2 separate regions of the Mus musculus genome follow, and region 1 is linked to region 2. The links are chromatin contacts, called in public promoter capture Hi-C maps. All regions are on one chromosome and are shown on one strand. The core of a region is the stretch at or near the end of the contact, and the rest is flanking DNA. Distances in the headings are between cores, read along the strand shown. Region 1 overlaps Lclat1 (lysocardiolipin acyltransferase 1). Region 2 has its middle 16 kb from the start of Gm23649.

Region 1 (6,845 bases), core at 2,503-5,002, 190 kb before region 2:
GATCTGTCCACAGTGAAAAGCTCAGGTTCTTTCTTTGTTTTCATTCTTAGTTTTTAATGCATTTATTTCAGAATGCTAATTACATCACCTAGGTGGGCTGTGTGCGCACCCCACTCATTGATCTCTTAAGTGTTGTGCACTTATGTACCAAAATCAACAGACAGGATCTGCTCCTTCTGACATGACCTCAAAAGAAGGCCAACTGCTAATCTGCAAAGGTACTGCAAATGTGGGGAAGCAGCACAGGTTCCAGAAAATATTCTTGCAAATATCAAAGGTCTACTGTACAATCACACTTCAAACATAAGGGGAAAGTCTTGACATATTTATAAATGGCTCCCACACAATTAAGAAAGGCGCCATGAAAGGTCAGGCTGCATGGTTTTGAGTGCCCCAATAGCTCAGTTGTTTGCATGCCTGCCTGTCTTCCTTGCCCTCCTTTCCACACTGCTGAGCAGGGTGGTTGAAATTCCATCCTAGGAGAGGCTCACTGACTAAAATAAATGGAGTGTGTGCTGCACAGGGTGGGGACCTATGCTGGCTTGACTCCTTCCCTATACAATGCCACTACAACAAACAGATTAACTGTAAGCAGGTAGGCATGAATCAGGCCAAGTTCAAGAAGCTAAAGGACTTTCACAATGTTGCTGAAGCCAAGCTACCTATGAATATACTGCTGTTGCTTACAGTTTTGTCATAGCCAAGGAGAGCTACAGTGACCTCTACAAGAGGGCCAGACACAGGTACCACATATGCATAAAATCTATCGTTATGTCGGCAGTTCTCTTCATGATCAAACTGACCGTTGTTCCAGCGTGCTGGTCCTGACTACCTGCTGAGAGTTTACTTTCTCTTTAGTGGTTAGCTCAGTGACACCCAGATTCATGGAAAGGCTATGTCCTTCATTTCTTCTTAAGCAGAATTTATGCATATGAACTACATATTATAAACAGAAATTTGGACTGGTCTTAATTTTTAAAAAATACTGATTTCAAATCTAAATAATAATAGCTGGGCCAATTTGTATGATGATTCAATCTATTAATAGACTAACATTATGGCTACCTGAGGTATCACATTTTAAAATAACATTTTGCTTGCAAGGTGGCTACTTGAGCCACACTGGCCCTTTCTTGTACCTTCTCAGCCATGAATGTTTGTTATTCTGCCTATCCAGCTCAGTCTCAGACCACAGGACTCTCTTACATGAACACTTGGTACTATTTAGCAAAATTTCTGCATACTGTATGTCATAAAACTTAACACTTAACATGCATGTTAATGTAGACAGTTTTCAATGTGTATTATTCTTATCTCTAACCATTAAGACAATAAACTTCTTGAAGATAATCATATTTCAAATTGGATCATACTCTGAAACAAATGTTTTTTATCTCTTACTCTGGGTAGTCTAGCCTAATTTCAACTTGTTTCAATAAGACTCAGTGCTTTCAAATGTGCACACCTGTGCCTCCTCCTGGTGAAAATAATTATTACAATAGCCATCATCTATAATAAAACTTTACCAGACATTATGATGAATAGTGTTTGCAGACAGTGATTTCAAGGCTGAAGATAACATTATACATTTTATTATAACATATAGTTAAAAAGGAATTTCTTTCCCCTAAGTTGGTAACTAGTTTTGAGACTGGATTATTTCCATTTTTAAACACACACATACACACACACACACACACACACACACACACACACACATACACACACACTCATACCCCCACACACACTCGCATAATGGAAGTTTCTGTGGTTTCTGTGATTAGACGCCTGTATGACTTGCTGGTAACAAGGACCTATGAGTATAATATATAAAGTTTTGAAAAGCATGCTAGGAAAATAGCTTGTACTTACCACTTTCTGGCATATTTTAAGAGTCAACACAACTAATGCTGATTCATTTGCAGGGCGATTCCACATCCCCCAAAAAGAAAGACTCTAGCAGAATGATAAACCATGTACACAGATGGTACAACGGAAGGCACTCAGGGCAAACCCTGTGGTTACTGTTGCAAACAACCCTACTTACATAGTTAGCGTCACATTGCCAAGTATTCTCAGCCCTGGTAAACCGAGTCTAAAGAAAAACATGGGCTCCTTTCCTTGTTCTCTCTCCGCTCTAGCTAAATAATGCTTGCTCTCTGATTTCTGAGTTCGAGGCCAGCCTGGTCTACAAAGTGAGTTCCAGGAGAGCCAGGACTACACAGAGAAACCCTGTCTCAAAAATAAATAGATAGATAGATAGATAGATAGATAGATAGATAGATAGATAGATAGATAGATAGATAGATAGAGCTTGCTCTCGCTTTATCCTTAACTCCTGATGTTCTAAGTCACGTTTGCCTGCCCACACTTCCTAGCAACAGACAGCAGCCACACTGAGCTCCGCTGCAAGTGAGAATCATGAAAGCGGTGCTTTAGGTTGATTATTTTAATGTGTGGCTCCTGGGGGTCCATTGAAATACTGCTGAAATGTGGTTATAATGGTCATTTGTTATACCAGCAAGCTTTCTTTTCACAGGGTACTGTAAAAGCAGATCTTCAAGGCTTAAAGATCAGAAAGCTGAGCTGGGCCTCCTTGAGTCTTACATTCCTTTCCTAAAAGAATGCTGTGTGCCAGGCAGTGGTGGCGCATGCCTTTGATCTCAGTACTCGGGAGGCAGGTTTCTGAGTTCGAGGCCAGCCTGGTCTACAGAGTGAGTTCCAGGACAGCCAGGGCTATACAGAGAAACCCTGTCTCAAAAAAAAAAAAAAATGCTGTGGACTCAGTGGCCTCTTAGACCCTCTTTACTGTGACCCTTGGTGCAGATCTCACTTCTGCCAAAAGACCAAATCTGTCCTCAACACTGTAGTGTGCCTCCTCAGTCCACGCCTGCTCCTGCTGTCACCTTGCAGCATCCCACACCTACCTGAGACCATTACCCTTCCATTATCCTTTGCCTGCCTTTCTTTTCAATCCTCTCTTAAAACCACGCAGCTCACTCCTGCTAAGGTGTCTTTGTGGCTTGGAGACTAACTCCTATTATACTATAAATGAGAGCATATGCTACTCAGTCTCACACTATCCAGCAACTGATGACTTTCTTCCTCTTGCTGTCTGCCCTTGCTCTGTGTGATACTTGAGAACTGCTCTGCAGGCTTCTAAAGAGGAAGTAAACTTTACACTACAAACAGTGCAATGCCCCACACTTGTAAAAACTCAATGTTAGTGGCTGTTGTTACTACTTTAACAAGCATCAACATGTTTTTTCTTTTCACTATAGTATATAGGTTTCTAGTCCACAATTCTAAATGAAATAAGCAGAATTATCATCTGTCTTTCTCCTTTTTAAATGATAAACTGGCTGTGGGGAGTCAGTCACCAGTTCTGGCAGGGAACAATTAATTACTACTTGTGGCTCCTGACTAGTGTTCTGAGTATCAACTAGGCAATATACACTTCAAGTGTGCAACAAAGTTAACCAGGTTGCTAGTAGATATTTTCTAGATGGGTAGTCAACTATAAAACAATCTCCATTATCTTGTCTGTACTTAGGATAATTGTGTGAGTAAAAGTCATTTTCTATTAACTAAGAAATACAGTAATGTGCTAGCTTCCCAGTTAAAGAAATGACTAAATGCATGAAATGGAAACCATACTGTGGACTGAGAAGAGTAAGTCTAAGTTAGAGAGAGGAGAGACAGAAGTGAGAACACAGGCACTACCTGAATGCCTTCGTGCCATTCTGCACAGATACAGAGACAAAGACTTCCACCTTTACAAGCTTCTACAAGCTGATGGCAGAGGTGTGCAGTAGGCATTGGCAACGCAAAAGTCAAGACCACAGACCACATCTTAGTAGTTATAATCACAGAATTTCAAAAATAACCCAAACTGACCATAGACAGGTTTGGTCTTACCATCCCAATGTGATTCTAGGCTGGTAGCAAATATTTCTTCAAAATCACGGTACTTCGATGTAAAAGGCTCCATTTTAGCAAATTATAGTTTGTATCTTAAAACACATCAGACTCAAAGAACAGTGATGCCATTTAAGGAAAGACACTTTCTCTTACTTGAGGTTTCAAGGCCTTTCATGTTAGGCACAGGCAATTTTATGACATGAAACATTTAGAAGAGGAAGGTGACTATTTGTCACAGGTCATTGGATTCATATGGCTCACTACACGTCAGATATACATACACAGCTCAGCGATTTGTGTCACATTTATTTCAAACCACACATTTTAAGATCAGAACTTACCTTCTCTTAGGCGGTCCACCACAAAGGTAAAGCCAGTGGTTCTTGGGTGTAAAACATACTCATATTTCTGAAGTCCGTTCTTCTCAGCAAAATCATTACTCCTAGCCTTATTATTTTCTAGACAAAAAGAATAGACTGTTAGGAGCCATAAGGTAAAAGCTAAGGAAAAACATTAAGCACTTCTTGTACAAAAATAACACTTATGACCAGGTATGATGGTGACACCTTCAATCACAGAATTCGGGAGGCAGAGACAGGCAGATTTACAGGAGTTCATGACCAGCTTAGTGTACACAGTGAATTCCAGGCTAGCCACTACACTGTGAGACCCTGCATATGCCCAGAAGGCACTTTTCTGTTGTTACACAGTATACAAAGACAACGCAAACATTCTGAGTATGTGTATGAGTGCTTTGCCTGCATGTCTGTGTGACAGTGTGCAGTGTCCAAGGAGGCCAGAAGAGGGCATCAGATCCTCTGGAACTGGAGTTACAGATTTAGGCCCCAAATCAGGTCCTCTACAAGAATATCAAATGCTCTTAACCACTGGGCCATTTATCCAGCCCACAATGCAAACATTTGAGATAATCCCTTACAAATATCTGAAGTTGGCTGGGTGGGGGGGTGGGTAGGTAGGTAGGTAGGTAGGTAGGTATATAGGTTGATAGAGACAGATGTAAATTTACGTTATGAATAAGCCTTAATATCCTTAAATTTATATCCCAACTTTAAAATTACTTAGGTGGCTTAAAAAAAACTGATATGAAATGAAAATTGAGATATAAAAACAAAAAACTAATTAGCTAAAGTTTTCACTAAAGACCATCTTTATGTGAGGTGGGGATGTTCAATGTCACTTGTCTGCCACGTGCAAGGCCCCTTAGGTTCAATCCCAAGCAGCACTAAGAATCATAAAATCCTGACATAAGAACAATTTAAACGTAAAAGACTAATAACATGAAAAATTAACAAAATACAAAATCTAAACACCCTGAAGAAATAACTAGCAATCAAATCAACATTTTTTTTAATCCAATAATTTGGGCTTTGAAAGCAAAATAAAATACCTGCCTTGCTCAAGCACAGAGTGGCTAATATTACCCAGACCACTGCACAGCAAAATAGACACATGATTAGCACATCATGTACACACATCTGAACATGATTTGGCTGAATATAGTTACAGAGACAAGTATATGTTCCAATTGTTGGCAATAACTTCTTTTTCCATTCCATGAGGTCACTTTACAAATTCCAAGAAGAACCAAACTCGTTACTCAGCAAATACAACTGGAAAATAAAGTGTTCAAAAATTTGGCCTTGACTAGTAGAGATCATGAAATATCTTCTGATGACAGCAAATGTTAGGACATGTAATTCTCAGCTCTGTTTGGAAATTTACAGACTAGTACAAAAAAATTTATCTATATAAACACAACTTTCCTAGGAGTAAATTTAAGATCAGTGAGTTCTCTAGCCCTCCAGCAACCACAGATGTATCCCACAACACAATATCCAGTAGATAATCTTACAGAAGGGGCTGTGTCATTTCTATCAGAGGCACTGAGTCAAATGCCCACAGCTCTCCCAACAATACAAGGAGAGACCTTGGACATGGAAATCAGTAAGCTATTCTGCATCTGCTGTGAATGTCCTGGGCACGAGCAGACTAGTGGCAGCATTTCTGTTGCAACTAGCTGCAGACCTTAAAGGGGACAAGGAGCCCAGAGACATCGGAGAGATGCGACCTCTCATCAGCTTGTTGTCAGGATCAGTGACTCTGAGGGTTTTCACGTGAAAATCAAGTCTGATGTAGATGTGGAGACAAATATACACAACGCTAAAATGTACGGTTTGGGACACACTATGGGACAAATCAGTGTGGTGATGTTCCGCCCCTCACTTCACCCACCCCTTCCCAGACCATCATTATTAGTAACTGCACTGGCATCCCATTTTCCAACCACAGCCTCCTGTCAGCTCATTCCCTGCAGCCTCCCACTCCTTCCACCCACACCCATGGGACCGCTGGCCACTCTGAGCTTCTCAAGCCAACTGGGCATGTTGCAACCTCAGCTTGTGCAGCTGCTCCTCAGCTACCCACGCCTTCTGCTGCAGATGAAGTCTTCTACCTCATACACACAGTTCCTACTTACCCGAAACTTCAGAGAGGCTGGTCCTGACCACCTTAGAGGCTAGCACCCTGCTTCCTTCTTTTACTGTCTTCCCATCCTGCCTTATCTTTTCCCCTTTAAAAAATTTTTAGCTTTTTATTGGCTCTTTATGAATTTCACATCATGGACCCCAATCCCATTCATCTCCCCCTTCCCTCGTGCCCACCTTCCATGCTTGCAATACGACCCCCAGATAAAACTCTTGTGGAAGCTGTGTGTCACAGTATGTCCCACAGTATTTCCTTTTGTCCACACTTCTTGCAAATGTTCCTTGCAATGAGTCGGTCTGCCACGAGGCCTCTGGCTTCTGCTACTCTATCAGTATTGGAACCTCACTGAGACTCCTCCCAGATATCCTGTTGTTGCCCTGTCTCATGGACATCCTGTAGTTTGGGATCTATAAGACCGG
Region 2 (6,759 bases), core at 413-2,912:
ATCCCAGGACTATAAGCCAGGTATGGCTCCAGCCAGCATCCCCAGACCCATAAAATCATTCCACAGAGGAGTGGGGAGATAAAGGTCTAGGTTCAAGTCCAGCTCCGAGCTTTTCATACTCAAATGTTCCTTGACTTGGTGTGTCATATCTTGTTTTCTTCTCTAACCAAGTAGGCCTGCTACTAACACCAGTGAGAGGAGACAGGAACCTAGTGGTACTCTGTTATAGGGTCCTGGGAGACAGCTCCCACAAGGCTCCCACAACCTCAGCCTTCGATCTGGATGCTCCAGCATCACATCCGGCGTGCTCACTCCCGAACCTCACATGGTGGAGTCATGAACCACAAAGATGAAGTTTCCTTGGATGGTCTGGAGTCTTCTGCTCTCAGCTTGGGGATTCAAAGTTTCTGGGGGGTTGGATCAAAGTCTGTGTCAGGTGCTGTGGGAGGGTGACACATTCTTTTCCTTCTCTGCCCTCTTTAATTAGCTCAGAGCAATATCTTCTGCAGGTTCTTATCAGTGCTTCCTGATAAGGTAATTAATGGGTTTCTTGTCTCCCCTGAGCATCCTGGGGCCCTAGAGGGCTGTGCTCAAAAAGAAGGTGCTAATTAGTTCCTGTGTGATTATCTGGTGAAAGTAACAGAGCCAGGTCTGCAAATCCAGGTGGAGCCTTCGTCCTCCCCGGGGGCAAGTCTCTGTTCTTTTTGCTTGGTGCCAGGTCTGCCCACAAAGTTCGGCCCCTCCACACCGGCCTGTCTCCTACCAGGTGGCAGCCTAAGACAGAGCGCAGCCTTGAGCCCTCAAGGTAATCACTGGGAAGCTCCTAGGAGTGTCCTGGAATCAGAGCTAGATTGCAAGTAGCGTTTTTTTGTTTTTGTTTTTTCCTCAAGCCTGCCCCTCCCCCCCTTTAAACAGTCAGGCACTACATGGGGGCCAGAAGTTGGTCTTTGCACTGAGTTCTGCCACCATGTGTGCTATGAGACCTTGAATAATGCGTTGACTCTTTGACTCAGTTTCTTTAGCTATCAATAAAGTGAGGGCTGGTCTATTCTCAGGGATGGTAAGTATGTGGTTTGGATGGCTCTGAGGATTTATTTGGTCACTGTTTTCTACTTTGTTGTCGATAGTGAAGCTTTGTTCAACTTCTATGGAAAGTGTTAGGTTGCAGACCCTCTGGCTGCCCTGCCTCCCAGAAATCAGGACACCTCTCCTTCATTCTCTCTCCCTGGGCAAAGGGGTGATAAACAAAGCTGTTGTGGCCTTATGGTCTTCGTCTCTTGCAGCTTCTGATAACCCACAGCCACCCTCATGCCCAACCCTAAAATAAAAGTGAATCTTAAATTCACTTTTATTCAATGCCTTCCTGCCTTGAGACACGAGTGGTATGAAATTTCCCCTCATGACACCCCAGACATCTATAAGAATTAGAGACTCCCTTTGTGGTCTAGAATTGAAGGCCTCTTCCCTTCAGGGCTCTCTGCCCACTGTCTGTGATGGCCATTTCTCTTCATGAAGTCCCTTTGCAGACCTGAAGCCTTGTTCTTCCACTTCAGGGCCTCGTCATGCTGCCGATGCTATAACTTATCCGAGAAAGCCTCCCTCTGAAGGGCCGTTCATCTCAGCTTCCTGCTCAGTGAGCCAGTCATCTGAGTTATAACAGGAAGCTGAGGAGGTTTGACTGTGATCAGCCTCAGTGTTGACTGATGCGGCTGTGGCATGTCCTGTCAGTGGGTATGACTGGCATTCGGTGCAGGTCATTCTTGCTGTGCTTTACGGGGTGTGTGGGGTCTCGAGACAGCAGTCACCCACTAAACGGTGACACACATAGACATTCCCCTTTCTGTGGAACATAAATCTCAAGTCTCCCATTGGATTCTTGGGATTAAAACCAGTGACAGATGATAAAAAGAACAATTGTAATGCACTGTGGAAAAATTGCAGTACTGTAACTTCTGAGCTTCCAGGTCATACAATAAGGGTTACTGAACACAAGCACTGTGGTAATTCGACATTAGATGTCATAACTGATTTCTAGACTCATAGTAAGTGACTGATAGGTAGGTGGTATATACAGGGTGGATATGCCAGACAAAGGGACAAGTCTTACATTACTCGAGATAAGGACGGAGGAAGCTTCTTGCCATGCTACACTGAAGGCTACAGAATGTAAAACTTATCTTTATTTCTTTTTTCCTAGACGTTCCCATGGAGCTCAGGTAACTGAGACCTCAAAAGGCAAAACTCTAGACAAGAGGTACAGCTACACTCCACAAATCCCCAAATAGCTCCTGGGAGAACCATGGAACCGGTTAACAGACAACATCATTTTGACGGCAAATAACACAAACTATGCTTGAAGTGGTTTAACTAAAAAAAAAAAAAAAAAGAAAGAAAGAAAGAAAGAAAGGAAGGAAGGAAGGAAGGAAGAAAGAAAGAAAGAAAGAAAGAAAGAAAGAAAGAAAAAAAGAAAGAAAGAAAGAAAGAAAGAAAGAAAGGCATTCCCATTTCATAGAGAAGCCGCAGGGGAGACCAGAGCTTCTTTCTCCCTTCAGTGGACTCTACAGTAGGGAAGGATTTCCTGCGTGCTCTCCGTTTGCTCCCCCTTCTGTTTTCTTTTCTTTTCTTTTCTTTTCTTTTCTTTTCTTTTCTTTTTTATTAGATATTTTCTTCATTTACATTTCAAATGCTATACCAAAAGTCCCCTATACCCTCCCCCTGCCCTGCTCTCCTTCCCACCCACTCCCACTTCTTGGCCCTGGTGTTCCGCTCTACTGGGGCATATAAAGTTTGCTAGACCAAGGGGCCTCTCTTTCCAATGATGGCCGACTAAGCCATCTTCTGATACATATGCAGCTAGAGACACAAGCTTCAGGGGGGTACTGATTAGTTCATAATGTTGTTCCACCTATAGGGTTGCAGACCCCTTCAGCTCCTTGGGTACTTTCTCTAGCTTCTCCATTGGGGGCCTATGTTCCATCCTATAGCTGACTGTGAGCATCCACTTCTGTTTTCTGAGGAATGATGAGAGAAAAGCACCAAAGCTCTTCCTAGGACCCATGAAAGTGAGTGGGGCATCCAAAGTTCTTTTCTTTAGTTCGGATAGATTAGTGTGGACAGAAGTACAGCCAACTGATGTGCCTGCCTGGAACTTAGGATCTAGACATGTCACACCTTTGTGTTTAAGGGTCTGTCAGAAGCTTGCTCATGGTAGCAGACTTGGAAGTGAATGGTACTGGAGGGGCCAGGGTGAAGTAGAAACTCCTAGTGTCCTTAGAAAGTCAGTTGTGTCAAATGGTCTTTTGCTGGGGCAAACACATGAAAGAGTGTTGTCCTGAAGTGGACACAAGTGAAGCGATGTTTTGCTGAAGCAGACACAGGTGAAAGGATATTTCCCTGAAGCAGACATGTGAAGAAAATGTTTCGCTAAAGCAGACACAGGTAAAAGGATGTTTTGCTAAAGCAGGTCACATACTAGGAAGACTGAAAAAAGACTCTTCACTAAGGACACGTGAATATTGGTTCACCTTACACTATGTTGTTGGGTTCTGTTTGTCATGACCCCACAGAGAGAAATGCACCGAAGAACTCGGGAGGCTCCTGAGGCTTCTTGCCTCAGACTTGGGCTGATTGGCAGGGTGAGGTCAGCTGAGAAAGACTCACACAAAGTTCTACTAAGACAGACTCACATACTGAGAGACAAGTCATGTGGTAAGACAAGACTCATAAAGGACATGTGATGCTTAGAGAGAGTATAAATCGGACCCAACAGACAGTGATAATGGCTTACTTGCTTACATACCTAGCTTTACAATACTACTTAGACTCGCGTCTTCACTGATCTTCACTTCGTTGAGAGAGGCACAGCAGAGAACTTCTCTTGGCATGGTCCTGGTTACTTCTGACTCGTGCCAATTCAGCTGAGACCTGACTGTTTCTGCTGCCGATTGTTTGCTATCTTGACATTACTAAACTAGACTGCTAAGACATCCACGACATATTTATGAGTAAATGCTAGCAAATCCTATAAGCTACTAAACTGGACTGCTGATATATTTGTGAAGTATTTTTAAGTGGATGGAGCTGCCACAGCTAAAACCTATAAACTAAACTGCTGATATCCTGACAGCGCAGATGGGATTTACTCCCCAAAACCCATTTCTAAACAGGTCCACTTCCCCCGTATCCTAATAACCTTTCTCTTCCACTACCTCAGGTGGGTAGTTCACTAAAAAAGAGATTAAAACATTTAAAAACTACTATTAAAATTAAGGTTAAAAAATGTAAGTTACATAAGACTTTCCCAATAAAGAGCCCAGTGTGGCAGCAGGCAGTAGGGGCTATACGAACATCCCACAGGATTCTTCTGATATGAGCTGAATTGACCTCTGCCAGCTTCAGTTTCTGCATGGGGCACTTGTTACTCAGCCTTTACAATGATTATGAAAAGTGGTCTAGTCTCTTTTCAATCAATATATAACTTAACCCAGTATATTAATATAATATATTAACCCAAGTTGGTTTCTGTTGCTTGATGCCCAAATTTTCACTAAGACAGCTGGAGCAGTGCCTGGAGGTAAATCTAGAGGACAAATGAGCTGCTCCCCAGTCTCAGGACAACTGGGATCAGAAGCCACCATAAACTCAAAATGTCCCCACAATGATGACTGGGACTATTAATCTTGTTTGTCAACCTCATCAGGTACTTAGAATCACCATGGAAACCAGTCTTTGGACATGTCAAGATTAGACTGAGGTGGAAAGACTCATCCTAAATGTGGGTGGTGCTGTTTCATAGATTGGGGTCTAGGGCTGAGAATAACAAAATGAGAAAGTAAGCTGTATGAAAGCAATCATTGCCCCTTGCTTCTTGACTTCAGATGCAATGTGACCTGAGGCCTCAAGATCAAGCCACGGGATCCCCGGCTCCCTGATGCGCACACACCATCGTGAACTGTAGCCTTAAGCTTGGAGCCAAAATAAACCCTTCCTTCCTCATACTGCTACTTCAGGTATCTTACTGTAGCAACCAGACACGGAGTCAACAGAGTGACTACAGCAGCGACCTTGTGGAAGGTCTAACTCCTTTCCACAGGGCAGCCTCACTAACAGGACAGGCTTCTTTGCTGAGTTTGGTTCCTGGCACCCCTTCCATGACTTCTCTCTTTTCTAAGCTCAGTCTTGAGGGAAGATGGGATGTGTACCGTACCTGGATCTTCCCCTCTTCTCTGATCTCTTAACACATGGTTTAAGAAGGGTAGAAGGGTCTGCTTTTTGCTGAGGTTTGGTCTTTCTGCTCACCGTAATGCCAAGTGCAGGCCCCCAAGATGAGAGAGTCTGCATGCAGACCCAAGTGACACTATGTGACCTTGCCCCCAAGTTATTTCTGATTGGTAAATAAAGATGCTGACAGCTGGGCAGAAGAGACATAGGTAGGTTTAGAAGGGGTCAGAGGAGAACCACGGAGGGAGGAGGGAGAGGAGGAGAAGGAGGAGGAGGAGGGGAAGAAGGGGAAGAAGAAGAAGGAGGAGGAGGAGAAGGGGAAGGAAAAGGGGAAGAGGAAGAAGAAGAGGAGGAGGAGGAGAAGGAGAAGGAGAAAAAGAAGAAGAAGAAAAAGAAGAAGAAGAAGAAGAAGAAGAAGAAGAAGAAGAAGAAGAAGAAGAAGAAGAAGAAGAAGAAGAAGAAGACGACAGTGAATGGGTTAGGTGGGCCATGAAAGCGTCCCCTGATGGGCAGGCCAACTGGAGTTAACAGCAGTCCAGATGAAACATATTTAGTAATAACTCGGGGTTATCCATAGGAAAAATAGCTTCTAATAGCTTAGAGAGTAGATACCTGCCCAGCCTTGGTGTTGATTAAAGCTTATTATAAATAATAAAAGTTGTATGTCTTTTATCTGGGAACTAAATGCTCCAAGGTGGGGTAGAAACCCTGGATCATGATTAAAAATGTTTATCACAGCTTTTGGCCCTGGAGCCTGGGGGAGGAAGGAGTCCTCTACAGTGGAGATGACTATAACATCCTCCCCTCTTCCTCTGTACCAGGAAACAACCAAAGGTAAAAAGCCTAAATGGAGGCCAGAATCCAGAAGAAATGGATGTAGGAGCAGCAACTACAAAGGGCAGAAATGGCAGTGTGAAACTCCCTGCTTTCCTTTGAAGGCCTCTGCAGAGGAGCTTTCTGTGACCCAGGCTGAAACTCTTCTTGAGTCTTCTGAGGCAACTGTCTTCCCCCTCTCCCCCCTCTCCCCCCTTCTCCCCCCTCTTCCCCCTCTTCCCCCTCTTCTACCTCACCAGAGCTGGGAGGGTGACAGCATGAGGTGGAGACCAAGACTTGGGACTCAGATGCCCTCCCTGGCCCCAAATCCCAGCTGTGTCTATTTGGGCAAGCCATTAAATCACTATGCTGTCTGGTAAGACTTCCAGGGGAGCCTTTGTCTATTTGTTTTCTAGTACTAGAGATTGAACCCAGGGCTTCATGCAGCTCAGGCAAGTTCTCTGCCATTGATCTGTATACTTAGCCCTATTTTTATATCTACATATGCAGTTTTTAATATACATACATATATAGTGCTTTGATTCTATCCCCTCATTATCTTCTCTAACTTTCTCCCCTTTTTGATGAACTCTTTCTTCTCCCCAAGAAGTTCCTCTCCTACTAACATGTCTTTTGTATGTGTGTACATGTCTACTGCACGTATGTGGGGTTGTCTGCATGAGCATGGGTGGGAGGGGAGTTATTTACTGGACCAAGGGCAACTTG

What was found. Promoter capture Hi-C pulls out the DNA fragments that hold promoters and counts their contacts.
Region 1: a contact with region 2 is called in a promoter capture Hi-C map of the HPC-7 cell line, with 3 times the contacts expected there. The contact joins two enhancer-like sites. A contact is called at or near these places in 4 of 39 promoter capture datasets (the C10 cell line, the HPC-7 cell line and stem cell-derived epiblast-like cells), 1 of 15 datasets of contacts at CTCF or cohesin (the NIH/3T3 cell line), 6 of 484 Hi-C or Micro-C datasets (the HL-1 cell line, the HPC-7 cell line, embryonic stem cells and 2 more), 1 of 115 datasets of contacts at active chromatin or transcription factors (the HPC-7 cell line) and 1 of 9 other capture datasets (liver).

Annotation. Positions count from the first base shown.
Region 1 is chr17:73,194,213-73,201,057 of GRCm38.p6, reverse strand. It overlaps Lclat1 (lysocardiolipin acyltransferase 1), which reads right to left. Exons shown (of 6, transcript NM_001177967.1): 5 at 4,263-4,379. Among named protein-coding and RNA genes, the nearest start is that of E330032C10Rik, 53 kb to the left of the region's middle. Within about 2 kb of position 3,752, at least 17 of the 459 cell types and tissues checked have an H3K27ac peak or open chromatin away from gene starts, as enhancers often do. A contact at or near this core is called in the HPC-7 cell line, where this site is marked.
Region 2 is chr17:73,000,159-73,006,917 of GRCm38.p6, reverse strand. No RefSeq gene overlaps it. Among named protein-coding and RNA genes, the nearest start is that of Gm23649, 16 kb to the right of the region's middle. Within about 2 kb of position 1,662, at least 47 of the 459 cell types and tissues checked have an H3K27ac peak or open chromatin away from gene starts, as enhancers often do. A contact at or near this core is called in the HPC-7 cell line, where this site is marked.